Regions from separate parts of the Zea mays genome. Here all the other regions are linked to region 2. A link is a contact called in public Hi-C data. All regions are on one chromosome and are shown on one strand. The core of a region is the stretch at or near the end of the contact, and the rest is flanking DNA. Distances in the headings are between cores, read along the strand shown. Region 1 holds the start of LOC100274605. Region 2 holds the start of LOC103629301 (Protein NEN4). Region 3 holds the start of LOC103629308. Region 4 holds the start of LOC109940330.

Region 1 (2,985 bases), core at 156-2,655, 520 kb before region 2:
CGGAGGGATTGAAGGAGAGTGTGGGCCGGGTGTTGGGAAGTGAAAGGAAAACTCGAAGGAATTTGGGATTAGGGTTACCTCTCCTCTGCTTGCCGTCCTCTCGGAGGAACTTGAACGCCTAAAAAGGGGCGATGGAGAACTGGTGGAGTCGCCGAGATGACTCGGTTGGATTTGGACTGGGCTTCCGTCGCCGCTCCCGTGAGACGTCCTAGCTTGAGTCAGACACAACGGTGGTTGAGGATGCGACGAGCTGTGGCGGAGAAGCAGTGGCCGGCTACACGGACAGGAAGAGGCCGAGGTGGGGGCGGCGGTCATGGATCCCGGTCATCGCATATGTGGACGCGACGCGGGAGGAGCAAAGCGGCGAGCATCGCGGCGCGGGGTGAGCAGGGCGACTCTTGCGCGTGGGGAGTTTGGAAGCGCGGCGGGGTTTGCGGGCGGGCAGAGGCGGTGGCGGGGGCGGTCTACAATACTAACTTAATAGTTAGTAGAGATTTGTATCTCTAAATATGTTTATACTATGATGAAAATGCAATAAATCTTATTAAGATTTGTATCTCTAAATATGTTTATGCTATGATGAAAATGTATGATGTGATTAATTTGTTTGGTATCATAAATATATATGGCCAGACTACTTCAAGACTGATTAGATGTGCACTTATTTTGGGACGGGGAGTAATTCATATTAACATGGTAATAACTGAAATGCAGAAATAGAAGAGCACCACAGTTGAATCTAATTTCCAATTTCAAAAGCTATCATATCCCAGTTGTTCACAATAGCAAGCAAAAGCTCCTTCACACCCTAGTTCATCCTCTAAACTCTCTAAACTAGAGGATTCCCATCCATCGACTGGCTGGCCACTCAAGGAACAGAACAGAAAACGATAGAAAGAGAAGAAAATAATAACCCACAAAACCAGAACACCACGTATTATTCTCATCACCAAATTTTGATATCAGAGTAACAGAAAACGAGTTTATGACCCAACAAGCATCGCATCTACGAGGATGCGAACAGGTTACAAGCTAAAGGCATGGATCGATAATCGTACAGAGGTGGCGCCGCTCGCCGCTGCGGCCTACTTCTTGCCACCTGCCTTATTCTTGTTGTCCGTGGAGGTCCCGGTGCCGCCGGCCGCTGCCTGCTGCGCCTTCTTCGCCGCCTTCTCCTCCAGCGCTTTCTTGTCCCTGGCAACAAAGGTCCAGAAATCGGATTGGGACAGGGTCAGCGCCAAGCAACGGAGATCTGGTCATGTCGGAGAACGATCGAAGAATAAAACAGATTCAACTAAGCGCACCTCTCACGGCGCTGCTCCGGGGTGAGCCCGTCCTGGGGCCCCTTGCCGTTGGGCTTCCGCGCCGCCGCGCGCTCACGATCGCGGTCACGCTGGTTGCCGCGTGCGCGCGAGTTAAGGAAAGAGGAACAGGGCAATAACAGAATCGAAACAACGAAACAGATCGAGATCGTATACAAGCAAAGGATGGATTAGAGGAAGAGCCCCCAACGCGCAGATCTAAACAGGGTTTGGGAAGGATATGAGTCATGTCGCCTGTCACACTCACGCTGACGCTGGTTACCGGTCGCGCCGCCGCCCTCGGCCGGAGACAACTCGGCGACGACACCTGAAGTCACGCGGAGAATATGTCCACCTACGAGACACAGGACCTCTAATGCTGCGGCACGGCAGGTAATGTACCGAGGCCCGAAAGTCCGGCCCCGGTCCGGTCTGCTTTATACATTCTTGGGCCCGCCGGTTACAACTAATAAACGGATCATACAACTAAACTTATTAAGCTGGTCCGGTCTGATCCGGCCTGCTTAATATTTGGCTTGTCAGGCCCGCTTTTTACTTATCCGTGCATATCGACGTTGTTTTAGCTTGCTTTTTCGTATTTATTGAGTCGGCCCGGCTCCCTGTAGAGCGAAACAAGCACACGGGCTTAGAAGGCCTGGCCCAGTTTCTTAACTGTGTCTGACACACTAGATCTAAATCGGACCGGGCTTCACTTGATCCGTGTCGGGCCGAGTCGGGCGACCCATTTGTACATGTTTGGCAGGGTAGTACGACACACATGATTTATGTAGCGTGTCGTTTCTTGCGGCATGGTGGTGGGTTGTTTCGACTTGGCCAATACGTGAGAAACCCGGTCACATGTGATCCGACTTGTAGTTTTGTTTGGTTAGTTATGTCAATGGTTACCATGTAAACACACATTAGGTACAAGCGTGTAAATAAGGTCTTGTGTGTTTCAGATTATAATCTCTCCAGATTATATAATCCAGCGCAAATAATCTAATAGTTAAACAAACACATAGATTATGAGTTCAGATTATATAATCTAAACTCCAGATTATGATAATCTCATAATCTCTTCAAGACTAGCTTATTTGAGATTATTTTGCCAAAAGACCCACTACCCATGGTAATGTAAATAGAAATTACAATACATGTCATCCTTCTTTTCTCACCTCAAATAAACAATAAGGGTATTGTTGTCTTTGTGAATAATCTACATTTGTATAATCTAAACTACCAAACAACTACATATAGATTATAATATATCTAGATTATAATCTGGATTATATAATTTAGATTATAATCCAGATTATATAATCTATAAGCTGAAACAAACAGGCCCTACGTCTTTTAGTCTGTTAGATCTAGATTCAACCATATATCATATTTAGCACTTAAACCCTTCCACCATCACCTTGTGTAGCTTTATAAAAAAACCCTGACAAACCACCATTGCATCTTGGATCTATATCTAACGGACTAAGCACTAGTAGAAAAAGGTTCAAAGCCTGTTGTTGGGGACTTGTTCTCAAATGCTAAGAGTTAAGAACAAGGCAACATAAAAAGTGTTAAATATTAAAGTCCTTCGTCCTTCAAGACATTATGTCCCTTCGGATATAATAAATTCCGGACGAAGGTTATGAATGAAAAAAACCTTCGTAAGCTCAATAGATAATAAGGA
Region 2 (2,885 bases), core at 225-2,724:
CGGAGCGACGCAGGCGGCGCTGTTTTCTTGTCATGTCGGTCAGTGGAGCGGCGAAGTGACTGCGGTCACTTCGGCTCTGTCGACTGGAGAGCGCGCGTCAGGATAAGGTGTCAGGCGATCCTTGCATTAAATGCTCCTGCGATACGGTCGGTTGGCGTGGCGATCTAGCCAAGGTTGCTTCTCTGTGAAGACTGGGCCTCGGGCGAGCCGAAGGTGTGTCCGTTGCTTGAGGGGGCCCTCGGGCGAGACGTGAATTCTCCGGGGTCGGCTGCCTTTGCCCAAGGCTGGGCTCGGGCGAGGCGAGATCGTGTCCCTTGAGTGGACTGAGCCTTGACTTTAATCGCACCCATCAGGCCTTTGCAGCTTTGTGCTGATGGGGTTTACCAGCTGAGATTAGGAGTCTTGGGTGTACCAGCCCTAATTATGGTCCCCGACAAGGTGAGCAGCGAGCAGGGATGGCCGGGTGGGCGCGAACTGCAGACAAGCAAGCAAGCCATGAAGCCGAGCAGACTGCATACGCCGTGAAGGTGCAGACGTGTGCAGACTGCAGTGTGCTATCGTTTGCTTAATTGCTTGATTTGAAGTTTTGATTTGATTTGATTATAGGAATAAGATGGGCAAATTTCTCATCAAGAACCAAAAAAAGATGCTTCTAATTCTAAAACAATTAGGATAAAATTTGAAGCATTTTCAAGGCTTAAAAACTTAGAAGATAAATTTATCTCGCAGCATCAACTCATGAACGGTACGCATTGATTATTGTATTTCTAGAATTCGTGTCAACTTATTTTTTGGCTACAAATTTCTTAAATGTTTAAATTATATTTTGATTCTTGTGTCATATTAAACATCAATTATATTTTTTTATTTAGTTTAAAAAAATTATAGCCTTAGCTTATTAGCCCCCACTTGAATCAATCCTGGATCCGTCACTGGCCATCGGAGATAAGTTATGTCCGACGGCTGCCGTCGGACATAACACTATTTTCGACGCCTTATGTCCGACGGCTAAAAAACGTCGGAGATAATCCAAAGCCGTCGGACATAAGATACGTCCGACGGTTTAGAGCTTATATCCGATAGCTTTGGCCGTCGAAAATTGTTTTATTTACTGTAGTGCTAGCTTGGATCTTCCCACTGCACCAGCACCTACATCTTGTATGTGGCCTCTTAGCTATAGCTTCCTCCCTCTCCCTCCCTACTAATGTACGAGCGAGCAAGGCATGCATGCTTCAGCGTTCTGGACGGCGATCCAGGTCAGGGTAAGTTGGTGCGTGTGTAGAATGGCGACCCATGCACGCACGGAAGCACTAATTGACCTAGAACAAGAAAATGCATGCGAGAGAAGAGAAGCACAGCCGCCAGCTAGCTACGACGCTTTTGCGTTACACATTTAAATTGCAGTGCTTTGCTTTGCATGGAGAGAAGAGTTAGTCCGCCGCCGATCGTACGCATGCACACGCCTTCGTTCCTTCCGATCCCCAACATATGAAGCCATCGATATATTCCGAAGTCCGAACAGCTCCGCAAGGAATAAATATATATACAGATGCTTGCTTGTCGTTCTGCCTATCTACCTGTGTGTTTCCGTCCATTAACGGCAACCATTACATGCACATGATATATAGATCCATCTGCTAGGTGTTCTACTACATGAGCATCGGACGTTGTACGGTAGCTTCTTCTTCCTCGATCTTCTTCTTTTGCTTGCTGCTTGCGTTCATAGTCAAGCACGAGGAGGAAGAAGAGATAAGAGAAAAAAGAAGAGGCAGGAGCAGCTAGTCCCATCGATCCATCCATCCAGTCGTTCCAACCATCATCCATAGATCTATAGCTTCACCGACGAAATGACGACGACGTCGAGAGATGAGATAGTCTTCTTGGACGTGGAGACGACGGCTCCGACGTCGGCGGGACGGTGGTGGCTGCTAGAGTTCGGCGCCATCCTGGTGTGCCCCAGGAAGCTGGTGGAGGTGGGCAGCTACGACACCCTCATCCGCCCGGGCGACCTCTCCGCCGTCTCCAGGCGGTTCACGGACGGCGTCGAGGCCATCGCGTCGGCGCCACCTTTCAAGGACGTGGCCGACAAGATATTCGGCATCCTGGACGGTGTGTATATACGCTAGCTAGATAGTTTCTTGCTTGTCCCCCGCCCCATGCATCGATCGGTGACGATGGATTATAATCATGCAAATTAAATGCAGGCCGCGTATGGGCTGGCCACAACATCCAGCGCTTCGACTGCCCCCGCATCCGCGAGGCCTTCGCCGACATCGGCCGCCCCGCCCCGGAGCCCGCCGGCGTCATCGACTCCCTCAACGTCCTGGCCGCGGAGTTCGGCCGCCGCGCCGGGGACCTCAAGATGGCCACGCTCGCCACCTACTTCGGCATCGGCAAGCAGAAGCACAGGAGCCTCGACGACGCGCGCATGAACCTGGAGGTGCTCAAGCACTGCGCCACCGTCCTGCTGCTCGAGTCCAGCCTGCCACACGTCCTCTGCGGCAGGCACCAGTCTCGCCAAGCCGACGGCGCCGTGGTCACCACCAGGAGGATGGCGGCGCAGCAGACGCCTCCGCCTAAACATGAAGTACACCAACACCGGCCCGGCGTCTTGACCAAGCTGCCGCCGTTTACCCCTGTGCACGACCGAGCAGCTACAGCTACAGCTGCACCTGCACATGCGGCCACCCCCACCCCCACCACTCCATGCGGCAAGAGGAATAGCCTGGGCAAGGTGGTGGCGAGGGCCGTGACGGCGACCACTGCTCCATTGAGTAGCAGTAATAGCACAAGCACAAACAGGCGCCCCGTGACGGCGACCACGCCCTTCCACATGATCCTCAGGCACTCAAGGGCCATCCTCAGATGATCCATCTTTCTTTCTT
Region 3 (2,803 bases), core at 47-2,546, 950 kb before region 2:
TGACCTTAACAAGGAGATCCTGTGGAAGGAAATAAGCAGCTCAGCAAGAAGAGTGAATCAATCGATCAAAAAGTATGGCAACAGACACACGAAGCAAACAGTTGATACCTGCTTCCAGATGACGACGTTTGAGTTGAGGTCTGAAACAGGCAGTGCGCCTTGTCCGGATAAGTTGAGCCTAGAATCATAGTCTGTTTCTTTGTGGTGCCTGCAAGGAAAGGCTCAATGAAGGTAAGGAAACAGGGTAGTATGATATTAACAGAGGCTGGATTTGGAATGTGCTACTTGGTACCTAGTTGGTGAAAGGGATCGCGAAGACGGGGTAGATAGCTGAGATGGGAAAGCGCTATCGGGAGCGCTCGGTGATTTACGGGGAATTCCATTAGCCTGGTTGGCCTCAAGGTACTTGTGGTTGATGCCGGCATCCCCAGCTCCCCATTCGAAGGCCTCTGCTGCTGTAGCGGTAGTCCTGATGGGAGCAGTGGAGGAGGTGTCTGTGTGGGCACCAAGAGCGCGATCCTGATGGATACGGATCCCATGAGAGGAAGCTTGGTCTGTGGCTTCTGACCTCTGGTTAGGTCGGAGATGAGACGTACAGCACATTAGTTTCTATAGGCAAATGGAATGGCATGATAGAGCAAAAAGGAAATGATGAGTTGTGCTGTGCTGCACTAGTTAAGAGTATATGATTTGTTTGGATCGGGAAGGGGCGTCGAAATCGAATGTGCTTACAATTCTGTGGAGCTCCCGCGTCTTGAGCATCAGCTCGTCCTTCAACCGGCTGTTCTCCTCCAGCTGAAGAGAGATACAGGAGTGATGGGTCGCTTGTTCTAGTTGCAGCCGATTCCCTCAAATTGGCAGAGGCAGAGGCAGGAAGAGATTGGTACTGATACCTGCTGGCGGATGGTGGCCTCCGCGTCCTCCACGGCGCGCATCACCTGGAACAGGTTGTTGTTGCTGCTCTCCAGCGCAGCCGCGGCGGCGGTAGGAGACTCGGATACGGCGACCGCGGCGAGGCGGCGGCCGAGGTCGTCAGGATCGGCCATGGAGGATGCGAGGAAGGATAGGACGCGAAACCCTACGGCACTGCGCTACAGTAGACTCTGGAGGGAGCGGAGAGGGAAGGGGAGGGGAAACGGCTGCCCGGCCACAGCCCACAGGGTCTCTCTCCGCTGGACGGGGAGTGGGACGGACAGGGCAGGAGAGAGACTGAGAGAGACGGAGCAGCGAGGGAGAAGGACGCCGCCACATGACATGAGAGTGAGCCGCCCTTGATGAGTGTGAGGGACCGGACCGGACCGTTTGGATCTGGAGGCATTTTTTTTTTTGGTTGCAATGTTTGATTTAGGAATATTAAATACAATTTGATTAAAAAGCTAATTACATTAATAAATATTAAACGTTAAATCTAATTAGTGTATGATTCTCTAATGCTACAGTAAACAATTACTAATTAGTAGATTAATTGAGTTAAATAAATTTGTCTCGTATTTATTTAATTTGTGATTTTACTTTATGTAATATTTATAATTGGTACTCTAATGTTTAATGTGAAACCAACTAAAGGCGTATTTGGTTTATAGGTACTTTTTTTTAGTTCATTTTAGATCTATTTGGTTTCTTTAGTCACCTAACTAAGTTTAGTCACTAAATTATCTCATTTTGTTTCAGTGACTAAACCTAACTAAAGAATATTAATTGGTGCGAATAATAATTGTATTAACCCTATTAATTAGTGGTTGCTTGTTTTGTACCAAAAAAGATGAGAGGACAAATAAGGTAAAAATCATACTTTAATCCCTTTAGGATGTGTTTAGTTTGAGGTCAAAGTACGACCACGCCACCAAACCACCGCTTCGGTGTTCACCTCGATTTTTACATCGCTCCCTCGATTTTTTGGGACCACGCCACCACCAAAATTTGCTCCGGTGTTCACTAAAAGGATCACGATGCCCAAGAGGGGGTGAATTGGGCTTTTCTAGAATTCTAACAAAAGTTAAACCCTAAGAATGAGCCCAAATTCACCCAAACTACTAGCAACAAGTAAATACTACTAGATAGACAACAACACTAAGTCATTACTACAAATACTAACTAAGCAATTGCACAAAGTAAAATGCTCAAAGTAAATGTGAAATGTAAAGTAAGGGCAAGAAGACTCCTCCAATTTTTTGTCGAGATATCAAAGAGTCGGCACTCTTCTGTCACACCCGGTTTTGGAAGGCAAACCGAATGCGAACCATGTATGTGCCAGGATCAGAAACTCACGTACATAGCGATTACATAATTGGACATCATCACACATTGCTCAAAGTAAATAGTGGAAAGGTACTTTTATTACAATAAGATGTCTAAGACATCCACAGAGTCTAATACATAGCATAGTCATTAATATCATCAAAGTGCGGAAATACGAAACGTAGTAGATAAGGACTATACAGGCAGCTGACTGGGGGTTTGCCACTAAGAAAAACTAGAACTCGTCGTAGTCCTGAAACTCCTCAAAGTCCTCCATGTTGCCAGCATCTCCTCCTGAGCACTGAATACAGTGAGGACAACCTGGGGTGGGGGTGGTTTGTAAAGCAAGTGTGAGTACACATCAACGTACTCAGCAAATGTCCCGTTTGGCTAAAGTGGACTAGCTGTATGTGGGGTTTAGGGTTAAGCAGTTGCTTTTAGTTGGTCAAGTATTTATTACTATTAGTAGAGCCAAGTTTTAGTAATAACCCAATTATTGCCCAAAAGTACCTCCTCTAAGAGGAAATACCAGAGATCAAAATTATAATCATCATTATTAACCATC
Region 4 (2,969 bases), core at 323-2,822, 560 kb before region 2:
TAATAGTGCTACCACAAGTGATGCTGGACACAGCGAGATCGAAGAACAACCAGTGGCCGTCTAAGTGAAAAACCGAGACCAGCCAAGAACTGGGAAGCAATCTAAGAGAGATTTGGGGTTTCTGGTACATACTGGGGTTTGTCATACATTTCTGAATAACATGTGTCAGAACAGCATGACGACAACATGTCAATAAGTAGCAGATAGTTTCTGTATTTAGAGTAATGCTACTTGTACACAGGAGAATGTCAAGCATTATCTATGGCTGTTCGATCGAGGGTGCTTAAAGGTTGTGAATTGTTGTCTTTTATTTTGTTTGCATTTTGCTGTTCGCTTCATTCCATTCAGGTGTTGTTTTTCTGGGTTTGCCAAGGATGAGAATCAATGGCGGTGTACACAGGTTGTTTCTGTCAGTTCATGCTCTCCCCAGTTTTTTTTTAACTTATTGTTGTCTCAGGTTAAAGGGTGGGATACCATGATTGTAGCTCTGGCTAATCAACTACACCAGCACAGTATTTTGAAGCAAAGGAACAATACCCTGATGAAGGATGATGCGTATTAGCATAATCAGTTACAGAGTACCACTAGATAGAGCAGAATGATACATATAAGCATAATCAGTTACAGAGTACCACTAGATAGAGCAGTGATGCTTGCAGGTCTACCATTTACACAATGCATGAGGTGAGAAACTAGAAGTTACAAAAGACTGACGATCAGCAGCTAGAAGCCTAGAAGGAACATATAGGTCAGTAGCATAACCTGCTCAGCGCCGCTGTGGCTTTAGACCCCAAGGACAAGATCTTCCCAAGATCATTCCTAATATCCATGAGGGTTTGTTCGGTTATTTTCAATCCATATGGATTGGAGGGGATTGATACGGATTGAAAGGGATTTTGACTTACTGGGACTGAAACCCCCTCAATCCATATGGATTGGGTTAGAACCGAAAGCCTGAGGGGGAGCGCCGGTTGCCACGCAGCTCAAGGCGGCCTTTGCTTAGCCCTGGTGGGTGGTGGCACCACGCGCCCAGTGCGCTTGTGCTTGTCTTGGCTGATGGGGGTCTCGGAGTCGATCACAAAGCTGAACCTGCTGAATATGGAGACTGGAGAGGAGGTCCTCCCTGGAGGGCAGGGGAGTTCCCTCTGCCAAGTACAGCTCAATTGCTACAGGATTCCAGGCATAGCTGTGCTGCCCAGCGGTCGTCATAGTCCTCGTGCATTTTCCTCTTCTCATTATTAGTGGGGGGTGTTGCAGTTGTTGCCACAGGAGGATTGGAATGTCCATGTGTTGCGTTGGCACCTGCAGCAGCAGGATGGGGGTTCTTCTTAGACAAGGATCCGTTGTCAGGGCCTGCTTGAGCATCTTGCGGCCAACACCAGCAGCTGAGGGGGGCTTAATGCCACCATCGTCTTGTGAGCCATCACCATCGCCACCGCTCACAGCAGCATGGGAATCGGGATGGTTGTCGATGAAGATGTTGTTCCTGTTCCTTCTATACATGGCCAGGCAACCGAGGGCCGCCGTATCCATCCACTCCCCTGCCTGAGCACGGCGTCTCGGAGAGCACCTCTGAACCAGAGACATGGGATGGGAGGGGGGGGGGGGGGGGGGGGGGGGGGGGGGGGGTGGGACCATCCTCCTCTCGCTGCTTGTGGCTGCCGGTGACCTTCTTTTCTTGGACACCTGTGCCAGTGTAGGGAGGGGAGAGGTACCTGCTCTTCCGCGCTCTCTTGGTGGCGGACAGGACTGCATCGTCGACATCCAGGGCAGGATGGTTTATTAACTGTAGGTATTGTAACTCGAGATGAGAAGTCCATGTATCATGTTCTGCAATAGAGTAAGCTAATAAGGCTGATCAGAGTTCAACTAAGTATGTGATAGAAGTTTTATACAGAGCTGCTTTTGCTTACTTCAGTATCTGCAAGCTTTGTCCAAAGTATGGAGTGTGCCAAGAAAAAAAAACATCAATAGGGGAACATTAGAAAGAAAATATCTGAATATCAAATCTGTGGGAAGAGTTACATTGCCCTGCAGTATATCTTGTCCCGCAAAGAAGAAAAATGCACCCAAAGCCAGAATAGGCAGCAGTATGAGGAGCTGCTTTCAGAAGAGATGAAAGAACTTAAAAATTATGGGCAACTGAATCAACTAGAATCATGGATGGATGAAGAAACACGAAGACTGAATCACATTTTGTGGTTCGTACAAACCAAACTATTAAATGGATAATGTTATCAATGTCAGTTGAGCCATAGAGTAAGCTAAACCAAGGTTTCAGATTTTTAATATGTATGTTCTATGGAATCAAAATGTTCAATTTTTTCACGAGTCTATGATGCAGTGCACAATTAAATACTAGTCTATAGTAGTACATTTTCGCCAAACTAAACAACAATACTTCGTGAAAGTGTAAATTCACAGAAAATTTGAGGTCAGCTTAGAAGCAACTACAACATGGACAGCAAAATTCTACTGTTAAAAAGCACATCATTCTTTTGTCTTAAACAAACTGGCAGTACATAAGCTGGTGATTTCAACTCTATTCTTAAAATAAGCATGCTCTGTAGGAGTGCATTTGGTCATATAGGCCATGGCTTGTATGGATCCAGTAGATAAAAATTGTGTTAGAGTTGTCATCTATGGAGGTATGTGTATGCGGTATCTGTATACCATAGTTTTTAAGGCGCCCGTAAGGCGACGCTTAAGCGTCGCCTAAGCAGTAAGGCGAGGGTGACTCGCCTTGCCTAAGAGCTCTCCTTAGCCCACTTTAGTTCGCCTTAGCGTCACCTAGGCGGTAAGGTGATGGTGGCTCGCCTCATCTCGCCTTACCGCCTTAAAAACTATGTAAGCTGCAGCTAGTTACATGTTTGATAATACATAAAATTATGTTCGAGTAGTCATCTTTGAAGCTATGTATAATCAAAACTTAGCTTCAGCTATTTGTATAATCAAAACTTCAAAGTATG

What was found. Hi-C and Micro-C count contacts between places; a contact is called where the count stands out from the background.
Region 1: a Hi-C map of endosperm shows a contact between it and region 2, with 5 times the contacts expected there. The contact joins the promoter of LOC100274605 here to the promoter of LOC103629301 in region 2. A contact is called at or near these places in 6 of 25 Hi-C or Micro-C datasets (ear, endosperm, leaf and 2 more).
Region 3: a Hi-C map of ear shows a contact between it and region 2, with 5 times the contacts expected there. The contact joins the promoter of LOC103629308 here to the promoter of LOC103629301 in region 2. A contact is called at or near these places in 3 of 25 Hi-C or Micro-C datasets (ear, leaf and tassel).
Region 4: a Hi-C map of leaf shows a contact between it and region 2, with 7 times the contacts expected there. The contact joins the promoter of LOC109940330 here to the promoter of LOC103629301 in region 2. A contact is called at or near these places in 7 of 25 Hi-C or Micro-C datasets (bundle sheath, ear, leaf and 1 more).

The regions. Positions count from the first base shown.
Region 1 is chr6:53,122,196-53,125,180 of Zm-B73-REFERENCE-NAM-5.0, reverse strand. It overlaps LOC100274605, which reads right to left and starts at 1,405. Exons shown (of 2, transcript NM_001351629.2): 1 at 1,305-1,405; 2 at 737-1,194. The coding sequence starts at 947. The coding sequence ends at 753.
Region 2 is chr6:52,605,264-52,608,148 of Zm-B73-REFERENCE-NAM-5.0, reverse strand. LOC103629301 (Protein NEN4) reads left to right here and starts at 1,474. Exons shown (of 2, transcript XM_008650465.4): 1 at 1,474-2,109; 2 at 2,205-2,885. The coding sequence starts at 1,848. The coding sequence ends at 2,869.
Region 3 is chr6:53,558,895-53,561,697 of Zm-B73-REFERENCE-NAM-5.0, reverse strand. It overlaps LOC103629308, which reads right to left and starts at 1,296. Exons shown (of 21, transcript XM_008650468.3): 1 at 894-1,296; 2 at 733-795; 3 at 293-570; 4 at 109-208; 5 at 1-19. The coding sequence starts at 1,046.
Region 4 is chr6:53,161,401-53,164,369 of Zm-B73-REFERENCE-NAM-5.0, reverse strand. It overlaps LOC109940330, which reads right to left and starts at 1,572. Exons shown (of 1, transcript XM_020539810.3): 1 at 531-1,572. The coding sequence starts at 1,533. The coding sequence ends at 1,000. LOC100282993 (peroxin Pex14) reads left to right here. Exons shown (of 11, transcript NM_001412255.1): 11 at 1-410. The coding sequence ends at 64.